Linked DNA regions of Mus musculus: regions 1, 2, 3, 4, 6 and 7 are each linked to region 5. Evidence: chromatin contacts called from public Hi-C and promoter capture Hi-C data. All regions are on one chromosome and are shown on one strand. Each heading gives the region's core, a stretch centred on a gene start, on an enhancer-like site or on the middle of the called end of the contact. The rest is flanking DNA. Distances are from core to core; before and after follow the strand shown. Region 1 holds the start of Cct3 (chaperonin containing Tcp1, subunit 3 (gamma)). Region 2 holds the start of Ubqln4 (ubiquilin 4). Region 3 holds the start of Glmp (glycosylated lysosomal membrane protein). Region 4 holds the start of Khdc4 (KH domain containing 4, pre-mRNA splicing factor). Region 5 holds the start of Hax1 (HCLS1 associated X-1). Region 6 holds the start of Rit1 (Ras-like without CAAX 1). Region 7 holds the start of Mex3a (mex3 RNA binding family member A).

What was found. Promoter capture Hi-C pulls out the DNA fragments that hold promoters and counts their contacts. Hi-C and Micro-C count contacts between places; a contact is called where the count stands out from the background. Capture Hi-C pulls out chosen DNA fragments and counts their contacts.
Region 1: a Hi-C map of B cells shows a contact between it and region 5, with 8 read pairs. The contact joins the promoter of Cct3 here to the promoter of Hax1 in region 5. A contact is called at or near these places in 4 of 39 promoter capture datasets (the C10 cell line, cranial neural crest, hippocampal neurons and 1 more), 8 of 484 Hi-C or Micro-C datasets (B cells, the C10 cell line, the G1E-ER4 cell line and 5 more) and 1 of 115 datasets of contacts at active chromatin or transcription factors (astrocytes).
Region 2: a contact with region 5 is called in a promoter capture Hi-C map of liver, with 3 times the contacts expected there. The contact joins the promoter of Ubqln4 here to the promoter of Hax1 in region 5. A contact is called at or near these places in 5 of 39 promoter capture datasets (the C10 cell line, hippocampal neurons, liver and 1 more) and 1 of 9 other capture datasets (liver).
Region 3: a promoter capture Hi-C map of hippocampal neurons shows a contact between it and region 5, with 5 times the contacts expected there. The contact joins the promoter of Glmp here to the promoter of Hax1 in region 5. A contact is called at or near these places in 6 of 39 promoter capture datasets (the C10 cell line, cranial neural crest, embryonic stem cells and 3 more), 1 of 115 datasets of contacts at active chromatin or transcription factors (microglia) and 2 of 9 other capture datasets (adipose tissue and liver).
Region 4: a contact with region 5 is called in a promoter capture Hi-C map of adipose tissue, with 5 times the contacts expected there. The contact joins the promoter of Khdc4 here to the promoter of Hax1 in region 5. A contact is called at or near these places in 8 of 39 promoter capture datasets (cranial neural crest, embryonic stem cells, frontonasal cranial neural crest and 4 more), 1 of 115 datasets of contacts at active chromatin or transcription factors (astrocytes) and 1 of 9 other capture datasets (adipose tissue).
Region 6: a promoter capture Hi-C map of liver shows a contact between it and region 5, with 6 times the contacts expected there. The contact joins the promoter of Rit1 here to the promoter of Hax1 in region 5. A contact is called at or near these places in 12 of 39 promoter capture datasets (the C10 cell line, the HPC-7 cell line, cranial neural crest and 7 more), 4 of 484 Hi-C or Micro-C datasets (CD4 T cells, CD8 T cells, embryonic stem cells and 1 more), 2 of 115 datasets of contacts at active chromatin or transcription factors (embryonic forebrain and microglia) and 1 of 9 other capture datasets (liver).
Region 7: a contact with region 5 is called in a promoter capture Hi-C map of pre-B cells, with 2.3 times the contacts expected there. The contact joins the promoter of Mex3a here to the promoter of Hax1 in region 5. A contact is called at or near these places in 4 of 39 promoter capture datasets (cranial neural crest, liver, neutrophils and 1 more) and 1 of 9 other capture datasets (liver).

What each region holds. Positions count from the first base shown.
Region 1 is chr3:88,295,242-88,298,839 of GRCm38.p6, forward strand. Cct3 (chaperonin containing Tcp1, subunit 3 (gamma)) reads left to right here and starts at 1,894. Exons shown (of 14, transcript NM_009836.1): 1 at 1,894-2,025. The coding sequence starts at 1,995. It overlaps Tsacc (TSSK6 activating co-chaperone), which reads right to left and starts at 1,758. Exons shown (of 4, transcript NM_001357024.1): 1 at 1,583-1,758; 2 at 150-209. The coding sequence starts at 186.
Region 2 is chr3:88,551,652-88,554,988 of GRCm38.p6, forward strand. Ubqln4 (ubiquilin 4) reads left to right here and starts at 2,065. Exons shown (of 11, transcript NM_033526.2): 1 at 2,065-2,261. The coding sequence starts at 2,154. Lamtor2 (late endosomal/lysosomal adaptor, MAPK and MTOR activator 2) reads right to left here and starts at 1,300. Exons shown (of 4, transcript NM_031248.4): 1 at 1,145-1,300; 2 at 704-866. The coding sequence starts at 1,212.
Region 3 is chr3:88,323,641-88,326,800 of GRCm38.p6, forward strand. Glmp (glycosylated lysosomal membrane protein) reads left to right here and starts at 1,383. Exons shown (of 6, transcript NM_020003.1): 1 at 1,383-1,561; 2 at 2,037-2,291; 3 at 2,475-2,672; 4 at 2,771-2,989. The coding sequence starts at 1,442.
Region 4 is chr3:88,683,942-88,687,329 of GRCm38.p6, forward strand. It overlaps Khdc4 (KH domain containing 4, pre-mRNA splicing factor), which reads left to right and starts at 1,846. Exons shown (of 14, transcript NM_028814.4): 1 at 1,846-1,946; 2 at 2,403-2,625. The coding sequence starts at 1,909.
Region 5 is chr3:89,997,194-90,000,400 of GRCm38.p6, forward strand. It overlaps Hax1 (HCLS1 associated X-1), which reads right to left and starts at 1,523. Exons shown (of 7, transcript NM_011826.4): 1 at 1,335-1,523; 2 at 545-810; 3 at 194-381. The coding sequence starts at 1,387. It overlaps Gm19710 (predicted gene, 19710), which reads left to right and starts at 1,567. Exons shown (of 4, transcript NR_045749.1): 1 at 1,567-1,728; 2 at 1,952-2,104; 3 at 2,979-3,092. Ubap2l (ubiquitin-associated protein 2-like) reads right to left here. Exons shown (of 28, transcript NM_001165984.1): 28 at 3,095-3,207.
Region 6 is chr3:88,715,100-88,718,416 of GRCm38.p6, forward strand. It overlaps Rit1 (Ras-like without CAAX 1), which reads left to right and starts at 1,755. Exons shown (of 6, transcript NM_009069.4): 1 at 1,755-1,858; 2 at 2,227-2,371; 3 at 2,503-2,559. The coding sequence starts at 2,266.
Region 7 is chr3:88,530,580-88,533,758 of GRCm38.p6, forward strand. Mex3a (mex3 RNA binding family member A) reads left to right here and starts at 1,367. Exons shown (of 2, transcript NM_001029890.3): 1 at 1,367-2,269. The coding sequence starts at 1,816. It overlaps Gm38618 (a long non-coding RNA gene), which reads right to left and starts at 1,301. Exons shown (of 2, transcript XR_867447.3): 1 at 778-1,301.

The sequences.
Region 1 (3,598 bases), core at 644-3,143, 1.7 Mb before region 5:
TGAAACCCTGAGTGAATGGGGAAGGCTGGCTTCTGAGGGAGGGGACACAGGGGCTGTGACACACCTTTTTCCTTAGTTTCATTTCTGAAACCCTGAGTGAATGGGGAAGGCTGGCTTCTGAGGGAGGGGACACAGGGGCTGTGACACACCTTTTTCCTTAGTAGGGTTACTAGTGTGCTGCTCCATCTTGACAGCAACAGGTCTGGTGCCTGGGAAAGAATAATAGGGTCACATGGTCAAACAACAGTGTCTTCTTTCCTAAGCACTCCCCTGAAAGCCCGAAGTGTAACAGTATATAACAGTGTATACACTATCTCATAGAGGTGTCTGGTTTTAAATGTAAAATTTTTAAGTTTTAATTATGTGAATATGTACATATATGAGTAGATCTCCCTTGAGTGAGAGGTGACTGTGAGCAGCCAGACATCAGTTCAAGGAATTGTGCTGAGGTTCTCTGCAAGAGCAATATACCCTCTAAGCCCACTGAGCCTTCCCTCCAGGCTGCCTCCCTTATGTGGTCCAGGGAGACTGAAGCCACTGAAAATCGCTATCCTCTTGACTCAGCCTCTGGAGTTTATTACAGGGGTGTGCTACCACACCAAACAAACAACTGTTCTGAAATTGTTAATTTTTCTCCAATTCCCTTCGGCAGTTTTTGTTAGTGCCTTTTCACTGCAGAAGACAAAGCATACCAAATACGAACTTTAAATCTATCACAAACATGTCATGACTCTTTGAGACTTCTGTTTAATTACTAGCCTTATTTTTTTTGTTGTTTTGTTTTGTCTTTTTCCTATATGGGGTGATCTGGCAAGAGGCTTGTCTCCAGTTTGAGATCAGCCTGGTCTTTACGACGAGTTTTAGGCCAGCCTTAGAACTCTGGTAAAGATAATACGGTAATTAAAAAAACAAAAACTCTAGTTTCTTTTGTCACTAACCAGTGACCAGGCTGGGGGGGAGGGGGCGAAGAAGACTCATAATACTGCAAGAAACACGACTTAGGATATTCGGGGGAAATGTGAGCGATCCTCCTTTATGTCTTTTTGCCTTAGACTCAACGTATTTTTCTAAGAAGTAAGACATTAGGACAGGAGAGATAGCTCAACAGTTAAGAGCAATAGATGGTCCCGCAGACAGGGTTACTTCCTAGCACCCACGTGGCGGTTCACAATCAATTCCAGTTCCAGAGGATCAGACTCCCGCTTGATCGCCTCTCACAAGTGGTGCACCTACATACGCACAGGCAAAACAACCATACACATAAAATAAAAAATAGGTACATCTAAAGAACAAGAATTTTCCTTCCTTTTCTTTAAAAAAGAAAACCAGCGCGTCTAGAGCAGTAAACCACAACTCCCAGCATGCTCCGGGGAGGCGGGGAGCCGAGTCGTTGCCTCCCCGCCCCGTAGGACAACTTCCACTTTTACACTGCCTCAATCTCTCGGGCCACGACGGGTATTTCTGGCTCCTCTACTCCTCCCTACCGCTAAGGCTGAAATAAAAAGTAGAGAACTATCATGCCTTCCTTGGCCTTCACGGTCGGACGAGAACCGATGGACAAAACAGAGCTTCATGATCTTACCTACAGCATTAATCCAAAGCCTCCACCCCAGCACCCACCCTCTAGTGGGTACTCATGCGCTGTAGCGAGCCAGCTAACTGCCCGTGCTTTGGCGCTTGCGCAGACATTCTGGCCGCACGCGGCCGGGAGCGGCCACGCCAGTGCGCAAGCGCTTGCGTCTCCCAGTCCCCTACATCATGCCCTCTCTATCTAACTTGCCTTGCCTTTCTTGCGTAGAGGGCGGGGCTAATACTGTCGATTGGCCTATGTTTTTGTCAATCAATAAAATGAGTTTGGTGATTGGCGGCACTTCAGAGGTTAGCAGGTTTCTGTGTCATTCCTGAGGAGGCAGCGTTTTCTTCGCTGCTCTTCTCTCCAGAAGGTTCTGCCGATTCCCCCCAGCTCTGGAGAGTCGGCTCTGCGTCGTGCCGCCATGATGGGCCACCGTCCAGTGCTCGTGCTCAGTGAGTTCAGGGAAGGGATGTCTCTCTCCGCCCCTCTCTCCCCAAGCTGGCCAGTGTTGCCCAGCTCCGTCCCGCCATGACTCGGCCCTCGTGCCTTCCAGTGGTCTTTTCGCCTTGGACCAAGCTCCTTCCCCACTTTTCTTCTCTTGCCTCTCCTGTCGCCTTCTTTTGACAAAATGACTTTCCGCTCTCGGAGTCGCTAGTCTTTACGTGTGCTTCATCCTATTCGCGTTCGGTTCTTTAGTCGCCACCCTCCACGCCCCCGTGTCCTTTACAGCATGATTTCCGTGTAGATAGTAATGATGGTTCTTAACGGTAGGCCTTGCTTCCTATGCTCGGTCCATCCCTCCGTAGAGGCGTGACTTAACGGCAACTCGCTTGATTGATACTTTAGCATCAGTATTTAGGAGGCTGTAGTAGAGTTGTTAAGTTGATAAGTAAAAGCTGCCTTTACCGGCAGATCGAATCGGAAGTGGCATCTTTTCAGTAGCGGTCATTCAGCAACCCTTGTTCGGAAATGACATTCCTGGCGTTCCCGATCTTGGATGTGATCTTTCCCACCAGCCAGTTCTCCCAAATTCCTTTCCTGGTTTTCTTTCCTCTTTAGGGAACGCCACTCATCTCAGTAAAGAGCACCAGTTCCTTGTCAGTTACCTGAGCTATTGAGAATAACTCAGTAAGCCTGGGTCAAAGTTAAACATAGTAAAGAGAAAAACAGATTTAGTCTGGCCACACTGGGAGGAGAGACAAAGGTGTTCAGTGACACTACCTCTCCTACACACTCGTAGACGAGTCCATGAGGTTTTAAGCAGCAGGCCAGATTTGTAAGAAGTCATTATTTTCTGCTCTAGTCTCCTGAGAGAAGTTTACCTACAGGGTGGCTCTCAGGCTTTAGTCTTTTTCCTGTTCTATCGTGAGATTCCTTGGCTTGTGATTGATATTTTGTTTGTTTTCGTCTGTGTATGGCACCAAGATTCCCTGGAATTGGAGTTACAGGCAGTTGTGAGCCACCTTGAGGGGCTGGGAATTGAAGCTGAACCATCTTTCCAGCCTCACAAGCAGACTTTCTTGGTCACTAATCTTTGAGACTCTGTGGCTCCTCTTCCCGGGGATGTTGTAAGGGGTGTGCAGTCTTGTGAAAAATCACTGTCCTACTGAGGCCCATTCAGGGCACTCAAGATATGAATCACTGGAAATATGTAAGCATGCATACAAGGAAAGTACTGGTCAAGACTATGAAGTTGAAGCATTTCAGGTTATCTCTTATTATACCGGGGGTTCTCTCATTATCTGTGTTTTTTGCCTGCCTCTATGTCTGTGCCTGCAGACACCAGAAAAGGACATCAGATCCCCTGGAACTGTAGTTAGAGATGATTGTGAGCTACCATGTTGGTGCTGGAAATGAATGCAGAGATCTCTGCAAGAGCTTCCAAAGGTTTTAACTACCAGGCCATCTCACTTCGTAACTGGCTAGCCTGGAACTAACTCACTTTATAAACCAAGTTGGTTGGTGTTCAAGTCACAGAAATCCATCTGCATCAGTGCTCGGATTAAAGGCATATGCTACCACGCT
Region 2 (3,337 bases), core at 815-3,314, 1.4 Mb before region 5:
CAGCATGACAGTGAAGAGCTTCCCAAGGGGCCTTCCCCACTGCAAACACCTTTTTCAGTTCTGCACACTGCCACTCTTCAGAGGACTTTAGCCCTTTCTCCCGACAACCTTTTCCCATTCTGTGATGCTCCATCTTTACTGATCTTTGTCCAAGCCTCACTCCGCCCTCGGCCCTTTGCAATTGCTGTTGTCAGAAATACTTGCAAAGTCTGCTCGGTGGTGGTGTACACCTTTAGTCCCAGGACTTGGGAGGCAGAAGCTAGCAGATTTCAGAGTTCAGCCTGATTCTATAGAGTGAGTTCCAGGACAGCCAGGACTACACAGAGAAGCCCTGTCTCGAAAAACAAAAAAAGAAAAAGAAAGAAAGAAAACAAATACTCGAAGAGAGCCTGCCTCAGTCTCTCGTGTACTGAACTAGAGGCATAAGCCACCATAGCAAGCACTGTTAGAAATATTTCCCCAAATGATTGCTGTATGGCTTAATTCTCTTCCCCTTTCCTATCGTCCTTCGGATCTTTTAACAAATGTCTCCTTTTCACTGAGATGGACCCTCACATAGGCCAGCACCGTACTCTCACTTCCTTTTTTAATATCTATGTTTTATTTGGCAAGGTGCGATGGTGCACACCTGCAATCTCAGGGTTGAGGTGGCAGAAGCAGGATAATCATTGCAAGTTCGAAGTCAGCCTACTTTACTCCATACCATGCAGTCCATCAGGATAAATTTGAGACTGTCTTCATTAAACGCTTGGTTCCCGTTCCTATCATACGCGGCCCAGATGTTACTGGCGATGGCCGCAGTGACCCGGGCATCTGTGTCCCCATAACCGGAGTAGGCCAGCAGCGATCCCTCATTATTCAGCAGCCTGGCAAGAATGGGAAGGATATCAACAAACTCAGGAAGAGTGAAAGGTCTGAGTTCCTATCCCAATTCCAGCTACTGGCGCTTTTAGGAAGCAAGAATCCAGGAACACGCTAATCAACTGTCCATTTCCCTTTCCGAGGAAGCCCTCAAGCAGGGTTTCCGAAGCTGCAGCTTGCAACATTAGCCACCTCCCGGCGTAGGGCTCTTCCCTACCCCTACTGCAGACAGCCGCGCGCCGCCCCATTCCAGCGCTCGCTGCTTGGGTTCTTGTTCACTCACAGGGTGCTCTGGACTCCTCCAGTGTTGGCTTGGCTTAGCACCTGCGTCAAAGCCTTGGGACGCAGCATGCCTGCGTCTCTTAACCCTGACCTGCACCAACACACCCCTACAGTCGCAGCCTCTTGCTCTCCCTCAGTCGCTTCCGGTGGCCCAGGAGCCCAGCTACGAGGCGCCTGGGAGTTGTAGTCACCGGGCCCATCTACTGAGGCTCTGGCCCAATTCCCGCCCCGCGCGAGGGCCTCTGGGAATCGTAGTTTCATGTGATCGCTCAAGGAATTCTGGGAACCATAGTTCAGCGTTCCAGTGGGACCATGTGGTTGTGGAGTTGGGGGGGGGGAGAGCGGGAGCGCAAGGACAGTGGCAACGGTGGAAATACTTTTAACATCTTCCACGCGAAGGACGCCTTCGTGCCTACTGGTCAATCGCAATCTAATAATAAATCTATCTGTTAGGCACATCCTTGACCATTTTTTAAAGCAATATTGTACGCTAGTCACAATTCTGTGGGGTCTTGCTCTTTTACTCCCAAGGCTCAGAGAAGCCACGTAGGCAAACTCCAGGTCTCTGAAACCGTCCTTAATGGCTCCCTCGGGGCGGTTCCCCGGAGGCCACGACTGCTCGAATCCGCAGAGGTCTTAAGGACGTCCTGAACCAGGAACGAACCCAGGCCTCTCAAGAAAACCAAGTGACCCCAGGGAACGGAGATAAGACGGCGACAACGAAAGTCCTTTGTCCGAACAGGAGGGAGCCGCAGGCGGCCCTGAATCTCCCGCCCTCCGCGCTGTCCGGCCCGGGCCAGCTGCGCACCCTGCTCGGGCCTGGGCCGCCCCAGCTGCAGTGCTCCCCCAGGCCGCCCGGGGCGCTGTGGCTGCGGCTGTCCGGAGTGGGCGGCGGAGCCTTGGGGAGGGGCGGGAGGGGGAGTTGGAGGCCCCGGAGTCGGGCCGGGCCGGGCGGGCCGGGAGGAGGAGGAGGAGGAGCCGGACGGGCTGGCGGGCGGCCGGGCGGCGGCATGGCGGAGCCGAGTGGGGCTGAGACGAGGCCCCAGATTCGGGTCACCGTCAAGACCCCCAAGGACAAGGAGGAGATCGTGATCTGCGATCAAGCCTCGGTCAAGGAGGTAGTATCTGGCTGGGAGGAGACAGGAGGGCGGGAGCAGCGCACCGAGGGGGTCAGAGCAGAGAGGGAGACCTCGGGGTCGGCCTGGCGCCGGGGACGGGCCCCCGGCCGGGGCGGAATCCAGGGGCATACAGGCGGGAGAAGCGGGTAGGGGGCGCCCTGCCAGGGCTAGTCCGGGGAGCGTGGCGCGGGTAGGGGCCGGTTTGGCCGCGCTACCCGGGCTGGGGGCGTGGTGGGGGAGCTTGAGGAAGGGACACCTTGCTTGCGGGCTCCATTTGGAGCCTAGGCTTGAGGAGAGTGTGCTCCAGGGTCACTGGTAGAGGTTCCAGGCGCTAAGGCACCGTGCGGCCCGAGCGAGCTGCGGCTATGCTCTCCCGGGAGTGTCGCGTGGTGGTGGTGCCCTCTCTCTCTCTCTCTCCCTCTCTCTCTCTCTCCACAGAGCCTCCTTGTCGCAAATCGAAACGGTTGTGTAGTTCAGTTTTCTGCTCTACAGGATTTGCTGAGCGCAGTAGGTGCTCAACAAAATAATATAGAATGAGTGAGGGAGTATTGCCTGTGTTCCCCACTGCTTGAAGCTGCTCCAGAATTGCACATAGGCGGGGCTTAGAATAGGCCATCTGGTTGGAAGAGAGGGATCTTTTGCTTAGCAAGTGCACTGTTTATAGTTAGAATATGTGTTGTGTTGTGTTGTGTTTTGGAGGAGCTGATAGAATCTAGAAAATTTAACTCGCCCCAGTGTAGCCGTTGGTACCACTGCTGCTCTCTCATTAGAGAATTTTAAGTCCCCTGGGAAAAGCTGAATTATAAAACAGCTCTTATTGAGAATGTGTCTGATGAAGACATTGATGTCCAGACCTGAGTTCCTATATCCCCGGATACATTACCTCTTCTCTGATCCTTATCTTTAAATTCCCAGCCCTGGGGAGGTAGAAGCAGGTGGATCTATCTGAGTTCGAGGTCTACATAGAAAGTTCCAGGACAGCAAGAGCTACATGCAGAGACCCTGTCTCTTAATTAATTAATTAATTAATTAAATTTAATTAATTTAATTAAGTAGAGATGGTAACTAACACACTA
Region 3 (3,160 bases), core at 133-2,632, 1.7 Mb before region 5:
AGATTTAAGTTGGAGATGGAGAAAATGCTCAGTAATGAAGAGCACTGACTTCTTCCAGAGGACCCAAGGTTTGATTCCCATCATCTCCATGGTAGCTCACAGCCATCTGTAACTCCAGCCTCAGAGGATCTGACATCCTCTTCTGGTCTCTGAGGACACCAGACACAGACAGACATACAGGCAAAATACTTTACATGTTAAGATTTTAGGAAAAACAGGCTGGTTGTGGTGCTCATGCCTTTAATTCCAGCAGAGGAGGTAGAGGCAGGCAGGTGGATCTTTAATAGTTCAAGGCCGGCCTGGTATGTATAAAGAGTTCCTGGACAGCCAGTCCCTGCCTACTTGGTAATCTAATAAATGAAATGCATTTACCTGCTGAACATCTCATGCCCCAGACCTTGAATTTCTGGTCTTCCTCTTCTCACCTCTTGGCTGGAATTAGGGTGTCTTGGTCCCCTTGTAGAAACAAGCCTCCATTCCTGTTTGGTTCTGTTTTCTGAGACTACCATACCTAAGGATTCTTTTATTATTCTTTTACTTTTTTTGTTTGTGTTTTTGTCTTTGTTTTTTCAAGACAGGGTTTCTCTGTGTAACCCTGGTGTCCTAGCACTCACTTTTCTCAAACTCAGAAATCCGCCTGCCTCTGCCTCCCAAGTGCTGTGATCAAAGGTGTGCGCCACCACCGCCCGGCATTCTTTTACATTTTACTGCACTTGTTTTATGTGAGCAATGCACAGAATGCATGTGTAAATCAGGTTACAGCTTCTGGCAATTATTTTTCTCCTTCTACCGCGTTGGTCCTGAATATATATCCAACTCATGTTCAGTTTAGAGCAAATGCTGAGGCATCTTGCTGACCCCCAAGGGTTCTTTTATATCCAATTCCTCTCTATATCTTTCCTTTTTTGTTTTGAAGATTTTTTTTTATTATTATATCTAAGTACACTGTAGCTGTCTTTAGCTGCACCAGAAGAGGACGTCAGGTCTCATTACGGATGGTTGTGAGCCACCATGTGGTTGGTGGGATTTGAACTCAGGACCTTCGGAAAAGCAGTCAGTGCTCTTAACCACTGAGCCATCTCTCCAGCCCTCTCTATATCTTTCTAGCACAGAGCAGTAACATACAAATTACTCTGTTAAATTGTGTGGAAATTTTAATCTGGGTTTATTCACCAGAGGTGATGTAGGTGGGGCCGGTAGGGTGTCTGCAGTAAGGTAGGAGTATGTTTGCACAGCTAGTCTAGGATGCCTAGGCCAACCTGTTGATGATAAAATACCTGTTCACCTTGAGCTTTCGGGAGGCTATTCCAACTTAAACAGATCTGGGTTAATAGAAGCGGCCCCTTTAAGAACTTTGTTGGCCCGCCCTCAAAAGGGATCAGCAGGAAAGGAGTCATGTGACTCTGAGGCTCTTCCGCTGAGTTTAACTAGCTGTGGCTGTATGTTTCGCTGTTGGGGACCTCACTGGGGCTGGGTCCCCTGTGCCCCTACCCCATGGCTCCTTTTGAGTCTACTTGTGTGTTCAGCTCCATTTGGCCTGCAGGGAGAAGAGACTCGCCAGGTAAGGGCTCTGGAACTGAAGTTATAGATGTTTCCGGAAATCCTACCTTTCTAGGATGACCGGAATCTGGGACAACAGAGGGGTGGAAGGTGGATGCAAGAGAGATAACAACCCAGAGAGCTCAGTGTGGAGTCACGAGTGATTGGAAGAATTGTGGAGGGGTCAGGCATGACTGCGTCCTGCTTTCTGACGATGTCTGAGCCATGGCTCAGCCATTGTAGCCCAGGAACAGGCAAGTTTGGGGACTTAAAAGCCTTGTTAGCTCTGAGCCCTCTGAGTAATCCTGGATCCACCCTATGTTCTCAACCCTACATCTGCCCCTGATTCCAAGTTCCCCTCAGTTTCTACATTTCCCTCTTGCCTGGTCCTCAAGAGCCCTTGCATTGCCCAGGTCCTGTCCTCCACCTACAAGCTGCAGCTTTGCCTGTGAGCATACCTGATCTTGCTCCTTCCGCCCCACTACCCCGTGTTCCAGGTATCTATGGAGGTTATTTCCGGCTGGCCAAATCCACAGAACCTGCTTCATATTCGGGCAGTGGGCAGCAACTCCACCCTGCACTATGTGTGGAGCAGCCTGGGGCCTCCAGCTGTGGTGCTGGTGGCCACTAACACCACTCAGAGTGTCCTGAGTGTCAACTGGAGTCTCCTGCTGTCTCCCGATCCTGCTGGGGCCCTGATGGTGCTCCCCAAGAGCAGCATACAGTTTTCTTCTGCTCTCGTCTTCACCAGGGTGAGGGTCTGAAGGAGCCCAGAGAGAAGATCACAAGAAGAGAGTCCATCCTACCCCCAGGGCGAGGGACGGGTTTAGCCCAGGGTGGGTGAAGTGAATGCAGTTTTGGGTGGGGTGACTGGGAGGGATATTCAAGAGAAAGCCAGAGGGAGGCAAGCCTCTTCCACTCTACCCTGTCCCCAGCTGCTTGAGTTTGACAGCACCAATGCGTCCGAGGGGGCACAGCCTCCAGGAAAGCCATACCCTCCGTACTCCTTGGCCAAGTTCTCCTGGAACAATATCACCAACTCATTGGATCTTGCCAACCTGAGTGCCGATTTTCAAGGCCGCCCTGTAGATGATCCTACTGGAGCATTCGCCAATGGCAGCCTGACCTTCAAGGTGAGGCTATGGGGAAGGAACTGGAAATGACTGATGAGGGTGGGAGTATCTGTCCCTCAAGCTCCATTCTCCCCACATGGCTTCCTTCTCCTTCCAAGGTCCAAGCCTTTTCTAGATCTGGTCGACCTGCTCAGCCCCCTCGCCTCCTGCACACAGCAGATGTCTGCCAGTTAGAAGTGGCCCTGGTTGGAGCTTCTCCTCGTGGAAACCATTCCCTATTTGGTCTAGAGGTAGCCACCTTGGGACAGGGCCCTGACTGCCCCTCAGTGAACGAACGGAACTCCATCGATGATGAATATGCACCTGCCGTCTTCCAGGTCAGGTCACCAGTGCGAGATAGATGGGTGGGAATGTAAAGTGGGATCCCGCTAGCAGCCCAGAAAACCCACCAACCACTTATTGTTAAAAAAGACTGTGTGTTTGGGTTTTTGAAGGATTTCTTTTCATTTTATGTGCATGTATGTCTGTGAAGGTGCCAAATCCCCCGG
Region 4 (3,388 bases), core at 596-3,095, 1.3 Mb before region 5:
CTGAAATCATGCTAGGCCTAGATAAGATTGTACAGAGGCTAAAAGTTTTCAGGACCAGGCCTAGGTTAGCAGATCGAGGCAGTATGTCTCAGAGATGACAAGTATATCAGGTGAATAAAAGATACTTAGGTTTACAGTGGTGGTTGTAGGTTCACGTCCTTTCACATAGTATCAGCAAGACCTCTTAGAGAGAGAGAGAAAGACAGAGAGACAGAGAGGGAGAAGAGGAGGAGGAGGAGGAAGAGAAAGAGGGGAGGAGAGAGAGAAGAAAAGAGGAGGGGGAGGAGGAAGAGGGGAGGAGAGGAGAGAGAGAGGCAAAGGAAGGAAAGAAAGAATGTAGAATCAAAGTTGCTTTGCCATGCTGATTTTAGTCGAGCACATGACTCAACTATTCAAGCCTGGTGTTCTTCAGGCAAGTCTGTTTCCTCAAGACTTATTTACTTTGTGTGGTGTTGGCAACTGAACTTTGGACTTAACTCTGCTCCACACTGGTTCGTCCTGCAATTCTTTCCCAAGTCAAAAAAGCCAAAGACTCTTTGGAGTCTAGCCCTAAAAGATCAAGGGAGCACCTCTCACACTAGTGTGGTTGACACCACAGAGCAGTGTCTTCATCCCTACCACAAATGTATATTTATTTATTATGTGCCCAAACTCTCTATTATTTAGCTTTTAAGTGAATTTTTTTTTTTTTAAAGATTTATTTATTATTATATGTAAGTACACTGTAGCTGTCTTCAGACACTCCAGAAGAGGGCGCCAGATCTTGTTACGGATGGTTATGAGCCACCATGTGGTTGCTGGGATTTGAACTCTGGACCTTCGGAAGAGCAGTCGGGTGCTCTTACCCACTGAGCCATCTCACCAGCCCCAAGTGAATTTTATTCTATGAATTATGTCGGAATGTAAGTATTTCTATAAGCTAGCATTCTGGGTTTGTTTGCTTTCTGTTGGAAGAATACTTGCATAAACGTTAAGGATCTGTTTTTCAGATTCACCCAAAACTCCTTAGAATTCAAAGCTTTTCAGTATATTGAAGAGGCAGTCAAGTGTAAACACACAGCCCTCAGAGAAGGGGATTTCATAACTTTTGATTTTTAATCTCCATTATGACAGTTCTTAGATCAGAGAGCAACTTTCCTTGTGTGCTCCAGGGATCTAACTTACATCGTTGTTTGTCTACTAGCACCTTCGTCTGCAGGGCTATCTCTCAGTCCCTGGCTTCGTTTTTTTTAAAAGCTCCACCTCGCTGAGCAGTTTTTCTCCAACTTTACTTGTTTTATAACAAGTTGTCCAAGTGCTTACGAGTTTGCCAAAACCAATGTTTTTGCTCATGGCCACCAGAACAGCCCCCCCCCCCCCATGCAGCGGGCTGACTGGAGCTTCCTATCCCTAAGGGTGGGTGGGTGGGGGACCCAAAACAAAACAAAAAGAGAAAGAAAGAAAAGGAAGTTGTGCAAATGACTTTGGAAAGAATCATTTCCTTTTTTCATAAGCTGAATCGAGAAGTGCGCTGAAGTCGCCGGCAGGGTTCTCCTCCGCTACAGGCTGGGACTCCACGTGAGCAAAGAGAACGCGGAGAAAGTCGGCTTCATTTTCTGACTTGTCTTCCAGGCAACTCGCTTGCCCACAATAAAAATGGATTCTCCTAGCCCGCAACTCGCTTTTAAACCAGGCCCAACAACCATTTTTATTAAGGGCAAGAGAGCAAGCCGGAGAGTCGACAGGCAGGCACTCCTGTCACTGAGACGCCAGACGCTTTAAATCACCGAGGGTCCAATCGGAATCAAGAGTCCTCACCGGACCCGCCTTACCTCACGGCCGGAAAAGGCCGTGCGTCAGCGCGTTGGGCGGAAGTGGCGGGAGGGCGGTGGTGGGTAGTTGGCGGGTGGTTGACTGGAGCAGGCCGCCATGTCCGCAGGGAGCGCGACACATCCTGCCGCTGGCGGGTAAGGGCTTCGCGGGCCAGGCTGGGGGCAGCGAGCACGGGCCCGGGGCAGGGAGACCGGCGAGGCTGCGTGTGGGCCGGACGGGCCGTCTAGTAGGACGCGTCCGGATGCCGAGGCCGGGGTTCTGGAGAGAATGTTGAGCTGGCCTCGGGCGCCCGGAAAGAGGCCGGCCGCGGTGCGAGAGGGAAGGGAGGGAACTCGGAGCCTTTTAGAAGGACGAGCCAAGGAGAAGGCGAACGCAGAGCGTTCCCGGCCGAGCCGAGTCTCCGGATGGAAGTGACTGGAAAGGAAATGTTTCGTAAGGGGATCGGAATAAGGGGAGTGGGACTGAGCTTTAGATAGGAATCTCGGGCACGTCTCGGGACCATGGCAGGCGACGCGGGATGGAGTGTACGAAGGGGGAGACTACACAAAGGAAGGCCGTGGGCCTCAGGATTTCCCTTTTCCTACCTGTAGGCGCCGCAGCAAATGGGATCAGCCAGCGCCAGCTCCGCTTCTCTTCCTGCCGCCAACGGCCCCAGGTGGAGAAGTCGCTGGCAGCGGGGCGAGCCCCGGGGGCGCCACCACCGCCGCCGCTCCTTCAGGAGCCTTGGATGCCGCCGCTGCCGTGGCTGCCAAGATCAATGCTATGCTCATGGCCAAAGGGAAGCTGAAACCATCTCAGAATGCGGCCGAGAAGGTATTGCGAGCGCTAGACGCTCTGCGCTTCGGGATTTTCTTTTTCCTCCCCTTTCTTCACCTTTCAGTTGCTTGGTCATTGGGGTTAATGAAGATGAAACCGGTTAGAGTGAAGATCACGTTTGGGAGTATTTAGATGATACCTTGTTAAATTGTTCCTGCAAGGCAATGAATGGGCTTTGGTTTTTTTGTTTCAGGCAGAGACTCTGTATATTTAGACCAGGCTGGCCTGCTTGCAGAGATGCCTCTTGCCTCTGACCCCCCAAGTGCTGTGCCCCATCATTGCATCCTGAAGTCAGGCAGTTTTAATTGATGTAGTTCCCTTGTTTTGTTTTTCGAGACAAGTCCACGTAGTCTTGGCTGTCCTGGAACCGTGGTTTAGCCTCGAACTAATGGGGAGATATCCGTCTCTGCCATCTACGTAGGATAAGGACATGCGCAGCCACCACCTGGCTGGTCTTGTTACTTTTATGGACTAGTTTTTGTGCTTAGAAACTTAAACTCAGTTTTTTTTTATGGATATTTGAGGCAATATGTTTTTGATCCATGAAGTTCTGGTATATCAAGTCAGTGTTTTAAAAATACTCATTTGTATGTATGTCTCTCAAGTGTCATAGGATTTGGGGCTTGGCAATGTGAGGGATTGAACTAAGGTCATCTTGCTTGGCAGTAAGTACCTTTATGCTCTGAGCATCTTGTTGACCCTCAGTGAGTGTGTTGGTATGACACACACAGTGTTTGTCATCAGGAAATGACATAGCCGT
Region 5 (3,207 bases), core at 273-2,772:
TGAGGTGTGGTGGCACACATTTAATCCAGAGGCAGGCAGATATCTAAATCTATACAGTGAAGTAAGTTTCAAAACGAAAATCCCAATAATGAAGAAAATCTGGATAAATGAACTAATTAAAGGGGCTAAAATTGCAACTCAACTCTAAGAGATCCCACCAAGGGCTTACAGTTCAGGTGCAGAGAGTACTCACCCTATGAAAAGGTCCCTGCGACCCCCAATCTGGAGCTGGTTTTGGGGATTCAGGTTTTGCATGACTCTCCAAGACCCCCTCAAAGATCCTGGGTTGGTGACTATCTGGGTACTTAAGCATTGAGTCTCGTAGTGTCTGCCCCTCCCGCAGTCTCTCACCAGGTGTTTCTGACTCAGGACCTGGAAGTTCTGTAGAAAGTTGGTAGGTGATTCTGGGATAGGAAAGGCCTTAAACATTTTAAGTCTTTTAAAAATCAATTTCTGTAGACTATCCCAACTACTCTGCAAGTTCTGTTATTCATCACTAACCCACTAGAAACCCATAGGGTCTCCCTCAGGGAAATTCACACACCAGGAGAGTGGGAAGGCAAGGTCCAGGCCCCCATCTCGCTGAAGATGCTATTAAAATCTCGTACTAGATCATCAAAGCCAAAGTTGCCGTGGAATCGCATCCCTCCCCTGGGGCTGAAGCTGAAACCGAATTCCTCTGGAGGCTGAGAACCATCAAACGCATAGCTCTCTCGACCCCACGCGCCTCTGTCTTCCTCCGCTTCGTCATCATCATCATCATCGTCGTCATCATCTCGAGTCATCCCTCCAAAAAAAGGATCTCTGTGGCTGAGAGTGAAGGCAAATAAGCCACGAAGACTTCAACACTGTCTAAGCCATAAAAATCAACACAAGGGCAGCAAACTGGGCCAAAGAGGGGTCTGGGCAGCTGAAAACACAGGAGATCTGGTTTCAGAACAACGTTGATGGATCTATTAGGGTTTTGTATTGTTTCTAAACAGAGCCTCTCCGCACCTCCCAACAGCTGCCAGACGACCCATGGTTTTTCTTCAGGGTCATCCAGCCTACTACTAATCGCCCAATTACTTGCTCATGGTCCTCTTCCCCAGACCCCCATTGTTTTCTCCGCCCAGGTCCCTGTTGCATCACCCAGGTCTGGAGAAAGCTGCCGTTTCTGTCCTCTTAACCACTGCTTTGATTACTGTGGCGGGGTGAGTACTCAAGAATGCGATCTTTGACCTCTCAGCAGGAGTTGAAGGGGGCGGGAAAGGAAGCTTTCCAAAAATATGATGAAGGGGTCAAGTGTCCACCAAAACACCCCTCCCGTATATCCAGCCCAGAACTATTCTCACCTCCGAGGTCCAGGAAAGCCGAAAAAGCCTCGGAAAAGATCAAAGACGCTCATTCCAGTAGGGGCACTAGAAACTTTGAAGCTCTGCAGCCCATGGGCAACACGAGACCACGACCAGCTTACGCTACCCTGTCGGATATAGCCAGGGCTCAGCGTTCGCTGCCGGAAAGCAACCCTACGGTGCGGCGTTGTCGTAAAAGTCGTAAGCCGGAGGAAGAGGCGGGGCTGACCGTGCTCCTCAGACACGAAGCTTCTATACGCTACCTTTCAGTTTTGAGTGAGGGTGGACGTGCGAAATTCCCAGTTCAAGATCACGTCCCTTCTAGGAGATTCTTTCTCCTGCTGATCTGCCAGGCCCCCGAGGGGGGTTTCCGTTTCTCTCTGGAGGGTCCCAGGTAGCCGCCAGAGGGAGTGGCCTGTTCAGAGGCCTGCTTCACCCCAGGATCAGAAAACACCCCCCACCTTGTGTTTTGTTTTAGACTGATGTCGGTGACGTCTAATACTAGGCTAGGCGAAGTTACCTAGTTCCTTAAACCGCGATTTCCCTACTGCTGAATAAAGATGCTAGGAATCTCTTCAGCTAGTAGGGAGTTTTTAAGCTTGTTTTTTTCGATACAGGGTTTCTGTGTGGTGTTCAGACTGTCCTGGAACTGATTGTAGACCAAAGGGGCTTACAAACCCGCCTGCCTAATGCCTCCCAGATGCTGGGATTTAAGGCGGTTACCACCACACGCTGCTTTTAAAAAACTAAACAGATGGCCAACTAACAAGGTAAGATTTGTAGACTAGGCAGGAACGAGAAGCTACTTGTGTCTTGGGAAAACCATGCCGTAATGAAATTTGATGGTGTTTTAATCCACTCGGGAGGTATAAGGCCAGCCTGCTCCTCACTGAGTTTCAGGCAAGTCGGCTACAGAGTGAGACTCTGACTCAAAATAAACAGACCTCCCTCACCTCCTCAGCACAGAGGATATTTGCAGTTTTGGAAGGCTGAAACAGGATCTCGAGTCCCTGGCAATATGGCTCTTACAAAGAAAAATGAAACTTCTCTTTCACGTAATTGAAGTCCAAAAACCTTTTACTGCACCATGCCCCCACCCCAGGTCTTGCTCTAAGATCATCCATTCTTTTCCCAAAATGTAGGCATTTCAAAGCCACATAAAATAGGCAAGGCAGGGTGTAGTGCTGACAACCTTTAACCTTAGCACTCAAGAGGTAGAAGCAGGCAGATCTCTGAATGTGAGACCAACCTGGTCTCCACACCAAGCTCCAGGCCAGTCAGGGTTACATAGTGAGACTGTCTCAAAAACATAACTCAGAGAACAAGAACTACTATACTCCTCCAAAGAGAAAAAGACCCCAAGATTGAGTTCTGCCGGCCAGCAGCTAATGCTGGCTTGAGACTTCAGAATCCTTTAAAACCATGCTTAGATTCCCACAAGGTCCTTTGCCTTCTAAATGTCCTTAGCTCCTTCCCCTTTCACTTCCTGAAACGTGCTGTAGATGAGGCAGTTTCTAGAAGAAATGAAGATTTGCAGTAGTTCTTTCCAGTCACAGAATGTATAAGGAAATCCCCTTAAGGGCAAAATATTAGCACATTAAGGTGAGAGATCTTAAAGGGCAAAGATTTCACTTTATTCCACAGCCTTCGAGCCTGCTAGAAGAGGCCCCAGTTGGTACGGTAATACTTATTCACCAAGCTGGTCATCGACGAGAGTGAGGATATCCTAGACGGAGCAAGAATGGGCAGAGGCTGAAGGTAGAGGTTTGTTTTTTTTTTCTCCTTTTTTTATATATATATGTATATATATATATATACAAGACACATTAATCCATTAAATTTGAAGACACAGTACAAAAAAAAACACTTCAAC
Region 6 (3,317 bases), core at 505-3,004, 1.3 Mb before region 5:
AATAATTGTACTTGAAGACTAAGGCAAGATTGCTATGGTTTCTAAGTCAGCCTGTGACTTAGAACCCTAAACCATCCTTTCTGTTCCCTCCTGGTCTCCCTTCAGCACTCTTATGCTGAGACAGAAAGATCAGGCACTGTAGACTAGCTTAAGCTGCTCACCTATATCCTGGCTCCAGCAGAAAAGGGAAGTGGAGGTTGCAAGAATAATGCAGGAACGTTTCACTCCATGTGATGTGCAGAGTGGATGAAGCCCAGTTATGCTAATTTGTTTTTTATGAGACTGGGTCCCACATTGTAGCCTTTACTAGCTTGGAAGTCAAAAGAGACCCTCTCTGTCTGTCTTGTCTAAAGCTGGTCACAAACAGATACACACCTGCCTCTGGAGTGCTGGAATTAAAGGCATAAGCTATCTGCTTTTTAAAAAGGTGTATTTATTCATATGTATGTTTTTGCTTATGTGTATATATGTGCACCATTTGTATTCCTGATGCCTGCAAATGGTCAGAAGAGGGTTGTGGATCCCCTGAAACTGGATGGTTGTGGGCCACTGTGTGGGTGCTAGCGACTGAATCCAGAAGCAAGAAGTGTTTTTTGTTTTTTTTTAAAGATTTATTTTGTTAATATATGTAAGTACACTGTAGCTGTCCTCAGACACTCCAGAAGAGGGAATCAGATCCTGTTGCGGATGGTTGTGAGCCACCATGTGGTTGCTGGGATTTGAACTCTGGACCTTCGGAAGAGCAGTCGGGTGCTCTTACCCACTGAGCCATCTCACCAGCCCCCGCAAGGAGTGTTTTTAACTACTGATAATCTCTCCTGAGCTCTGCTTTTAAGACAGGGTTTCATGTAACCCAATGTCGAATTTAGCTGGTATCCAAGGTGGCCCTTGTACTGCTTGGCACAGACACCTTCCAAATGCTTGGTTTATATGGATGTGCTTGCATCCTATCTGACTTGTATTTGTCTTAATAATTTTAAAATTTAAAATTCTAACTAGAGGGCTGGTGAGATGGCTCAGTGGTTAAGAGCGCCACCTGCTCTTCCGAAGGTCCCGAGTTCAAATCCCAGCAACCACATGGTGGCTCACAACCATCCGTAACGAAATCTGATGCCCTCTTCTGGAGTATCTGAGGACAGCTACAGTGTACTTATATATAATAAATAAATAAATCTTTAAAAAAAAAATTCTAACTAGAATAACTGGATACCGCGATCATCTGGTTTTGGTTTCAAGAGCTTTTGATGTAACAGCGTTTTTGGAAAATGAAGCGCTGCTTTGTAGCAAGTACCATACCTACCCTAATGTAATTCTGTATTTTGGAAAGATTGAGGGGGTGTGGGTTTGTTGTGCTGTACATCTGGTGACAGATATTTTCCCTCTACCAGCAGCAAATAGCCCTAAGTTAATCACTTTAAAAGTATCTGTTCGTGGCTGGAGAGATGGCTTAGGTGTTAAGAGCACTGCTCTTCCAAAGGTCCTGAGTTCAAATTCCAGCAACCACATGGTAGCTCACAACCATCTTAACAAGATCTGACATCCACTTCTGGAGTGTCTGAAGACAGCTACAGTGTACTTACATATAATAAATTAATAAATCTTTAAAAGTATCTGTTCGATTAATATAACATCCATTTTTGTAAGTGCAAGCCTTGAGATTCGTATGTGACCAGAGGGCTTAGCGAGTTAGAGTTAGGCGCGGGGCGGAGCAGAGTATCTGTCAGCTGTGGGGGCGGGGCTCAGGGTCATGCCCCGCCCACCGGCGCCATCTTCCAGGACCCGGGCGGGGCCCTGGGCTGTGGGGCGCAGCTGGGAAAGGAACGCGGGTTACCACCCGGCCTCAAAGCTGGTTTCAGAGGTACAGGCTCAGGTGAACAGGGCGGGGGGGTGACGGTGGCGGGAAAGGTGGTGAAGTGGGGGAGCCACGGCCACCGTGAAAGAACGTGACAGTGTCAGGCAGCGCTCTGCACTCATCCGGCTCCTTCCTACTGGCACGCTGCCTCAATCTGAAGTTTTAAGTTCTTTTTAGTTTTCTGGAAAAAGTAAGTTTGGACATCTATGATCTGTTTTAGGACTGAGACTGATTGTGAAGGGCGAGGATGTAGGGCTTCTTAGCGTTCTGCAATGAGCAGAGTAGGCCATGGTGTTTGGGGACGGAAGAAGGAGGCTCTCACTGTGGCCCACTGTTTCCATCCTGGATTGAATGTTCTGTGCCTTCTCCTCTAGGAGGCCTTTCCCAGGGGCCCAGGACTGCCCCGGAGGACAATGGAGTCCGGAGCTCGCCCCATTGGTAGCAGCTGTAGCAGCCCTGCAGCACTCTCCCGGGAATACAAACTAGTGATGCTGGGTGCCGGTGGAGTTGGGAAGAGTGGTAGGTAACCATTTCTGTTTGCCACACAACGTTTGAAAAGCAACCCAGATGGGTTACTGGCTCTTGTGCAAAATTGATAGCTAAAATACTTCCTGGTCACAGTGTCCTGAGTTGCATCTCTTGTTTTGAAGCCATGACAATGCAGTTCATCAGCCACCGATTCCCAGAAGACCATGACCCCACCATTGGTAAGTCAGCTCCTTGTTTATATTTCCAGATACAGCCTGGGAAAGTATCTCAATAGAGTTAGAGCTTAAAAAGTAATATTTATATCCTAAGCTTGTTTGTGTATGTAATTCATACTTACTTAGAGACCAGAATAAACATTTGAGTATTTATTTTAGACTTCATATGCACATTTATGCTATCTTTAGTCTTCAGATTACATTGGTAGACAAACTGTCTTTTTTATTTAAGGACATATAATGTATTGTTAGATTAAAGGAAAAGTTTAACGACCACTCAATGAAACCTTTTCTTGCTGTCACTGTTCAGGGTCTGACATGAGACTAACCCTGAAGGATGAGTCAGCTGGTTTGAACTTCCACAAAAGGAAGCAGAAAAACAAGTAGAGCCAGCCTGCTGAACTCTTAGAACCAATCTTCCACTTAGAGCTCTTCCTTTATTTCCTTATCCTTGCAGCTCATTATATAGTACTGTCTTCTCCTGTGTCTTTGTCATCTTTGGCTGTCATAGGTTGGTGGAATGCTAGTGGGGTAAATCTGTCTCCCTGACACCCCCACCTGGGGATGGAACCTGAGACTCTAGCCGAGCATACCATGCAAGGGCTCTGCCACATCCCCAGCCTTGTTTTCTCTTGTTTTAAGTTGTGTTATTGTCTTCCTTGATAACAGGTCAAAGCCTAAGCTAGCCTTGAACTCGTAACACTCCTTCTGCTTAGTCTGAGAGTAGAGGCATGAACCCCATGCCCAGTTCTGTAGTTCGT
Region 7 (3,179 bases), core at 117-2,616, 1.5 Mb before region 5:
CGACCACTCAGCTCAGACTCCAGCCTTCCCAAATGCTGTGCAAACGCACTTTCCAAAAATCAGCTTATAAGGACCGGGCCTGAGCTCAGCCCTCCTGGCCTTTGGCCTCACTGTGCCTCCTGACATCCCCATTGTCAATCTACTGCCCTACCTTCATGCAAAACTTTTCCTCTAGACTAGCTCAGATTTCCCAAAGGAAACCCCTCGGGCAGGGGCGGGACTCCTACCCACCCAGCATACCCATCTACTGTGATCCAACTTGGGGAGGTGACTCCTTGAGCCTGACCACAAGACCTTTAGATCCCATCCCTCTCTTGAAAGAAAAACAAAAACAAAAACCAGAAGATACAGAGTAGGGGGGAAGTAAAAAAGAAAGAAAGAGAAAAGAATGCAGTACACTCTAACTCCCCTCTTAACAGTCAAATCTTAAAAGCTTATTTATGATCTCTTTCGCCATATTTCTAGGGTTAAAAGGGCTGAATTACTGGTTTATAAAGGAGGCAAAGGAAACAGCGAAATGACCGTCCTAAGGGACAAAAGATTTCCTCCACTATATTCGAGGCTCAGGTCTAAAAAAGTAAAAATAAAAAACCTGGGTTCTCAGGGGCCCCCAATCTCACTCCTGTTACTCAAGGTTCAAGGCTCCAAATTAAGCCATACGAAGCCTCTAGGACCCTTCTGGCTTCCCGGATCAGCCCCCACCCCCATCCTCTCCCTCCACGCCTCCTCATCCTCCCCGGGTCACTGCACGGACCACGGGGGCACGAACTAACTCACCTCCCAGTCGTGGCCTCTGAGATCCCGGAACTGGGGGGCTGGGGGAGGGGGAAGGGCTTGCTACCTCCGAGAAGAGAGGGAACCACATCCTCTACCGGGGGTCCCACCCCCAACCGAACGCCCCTTCCTGGCCCCCACACAGCGCAGAGACCTGCTCCTCCCACTGTAGCGGCCGCGGGCTTTGTCTGCTCCACCAGCTCTCTCCCAGAGGCCCGAGCCCGTGGACTCCGCGATCGCGCGCGGGAGGAGGGAGGGCACTGCAGCCACGAGGCCGCTCCGCCCCGGCCCTCATTACCATAAGAAAGAGGCCCGGGACCCGCGGGCAGAGGAGAAACGCCTTTCCACACCCGCTCCCTTCCCGCATACTGCCAGCTCCTAAAATTTCTCGGACCACAACTCCCAACCCACCCGAGGCTTTTCCCGTGACCAGTGGGCAGAGCCCGAGGGGCGCAATCCCCTTCTTGCCCGGGTTGAGGAATTCCTCCCCGCGCCCGAGGGCGGGAAACTACAACTCCCGGCATGCCCCGGGCGCCCCCGGCGCGCCCCCCTCCCGTCAGTTCCATGCTGCTCCATCCAGTTCATTTAAAACAAAAGAGTTTGAGCGCTGGAAGGGGCTGGGCTCTATTGGGGGCCACTGAGCGACGCTCCGGGACTGGGGCTCGGTGCGGGAACCTAAGGGGGCGTCTGCTCGGCGGAGGGTAGAGACTCTGGGTCCGAGGCGGAGGGGTGGGGGCTAGGGCCCGCAGCCCCCCACCCCACCCCGTCACCCCGGAGCGAGAGGAGATCTGCTTTCTTGGTTTTGCTTCTTTTCCCCCACCCCCACCCGGGGGCTGGGGCGAGGGGAGTCAGGTTACAGGGTGCTTGGGGAGGGGGGCTTAGGGGTGGGTCTATCTTTCTATCTCGCTTTCTTCCCCCCTCCCCAGCTCTTTGTTCCCCCTCCCCACACACCCCCTCCTCTCCTCTCCCCTCCCCTCCTCTCTCCTCTTCTCCCTTCCACCACCTCTCTCTCTCCCTCTCTCCCCCAGCTTTTGTTTCGCCATGCCTAGTCTAGTGGTATCTGGAATAATGGAAAGAAATGGGGGCTTTGGAGAACTAGGATGTTTCGGGGGAAGCGCTAAGGACCGAGGGCTGCTGGAAGACGAGCGCGCCCTTCAGCTGGCTCTTGATCAACTCTGCCTCCTGGGTTTGGGGGAGCCCCCCGCCCCCACGGCGGGCGAGGACGGGGGAGGTGGGGGGGGCGGCGCCCCCGCGCAGCCGGCCGCCCCCCCGCAGCCGGCCCCGCCGCCGCCGCCCGCGGCGGCCCCGGCCGCCCCGAGCGCGGCCCCCGCGGCGCAGACGCCCCAGCCCCCCACCGCCCCCAAAGGGGCGAACGACGCCAAGCTCTGCGCGCTCTACAAAGAGGCCGAGCTGCGACTGAAGGGCAGCAGCAACACCACGGAGTGCGTTCCCGTGCCCACCTCCGAGCACGTGGCCGAGATCGTGGGCAGGCAAGGTAAGCGGGCGTCTGGACACTGCGAGGGTTGGAGTGGGGGCTTGCTGTCCCCGGCACGGAAAGTTCATCGCTTCCTTCTTTGCGCGCCTCTGGCTCTGTCCCTTCCCGACAAAGGGGGCCCCGCCCCCTGCCCAGATTCCAAGTGCCACAAAGTTCCCTGCTACCCCTAGTCGGGACGACTCTCGGGACCCTTCCTCCCCTGGGGCTCCGCCCGTAGACAAAGAAATATCCTGGAACTGGGAGAGGAAAGGGGAGGGGGAGCTGCCTCCCAATCCCAGGGTCTGTGCGGAGGGGGTGTCGGCTCCTGGCTGGAAGGACTGACGGAATGTGCAATTACTTGGGAGCCCCTACTCTAGTTTCTGCTTGTATACTGGGGAGGGGGCACTCCTGGGACCTTCTGCTGTTGGAGTTGGGGACTCTGAGGGAGACCTAGTCCACGAAGCCCGACTGAAGAGCTGCCTCTTTGTTGGGCTGAGTGTAGGAATGAAAGGGGGTGTGGCCCAGGGGAGGGTCCCAGTCTGGGGAGAGGTGATGAGGGAGCCCTTGGCAAAGAGGGGTCCCTTGGTCGCTTACACACCGAAGTTGGAGGGCCCCTGTGTTTGGGGAGGGGAATTTCTGAGGAAGTACCAGTCTTGGCGTGGGCCTCTCCTCCTCCGTCTTGCTTTTGTTCTGGGCTGGCCACGGCCTGGAGCTAGGGGTCTGCAGAGAAGTCTCTGAGTGAATTCATGGGACAGGCCAGGAAGGGCATGTCGGTGAAGGGGGACAGGACAGAAACCTCCACTTGGAATATGGGGGGGGGGTGCGTGTCTGGGTGTGCTGGGAGGGGTGTTGAATTAAGCCAATGGAGTATGTTACCACACCCTCCCAGCCCAGCATCCCTGGATGGGTGGGAGTGTTGGTAAGGACCCAA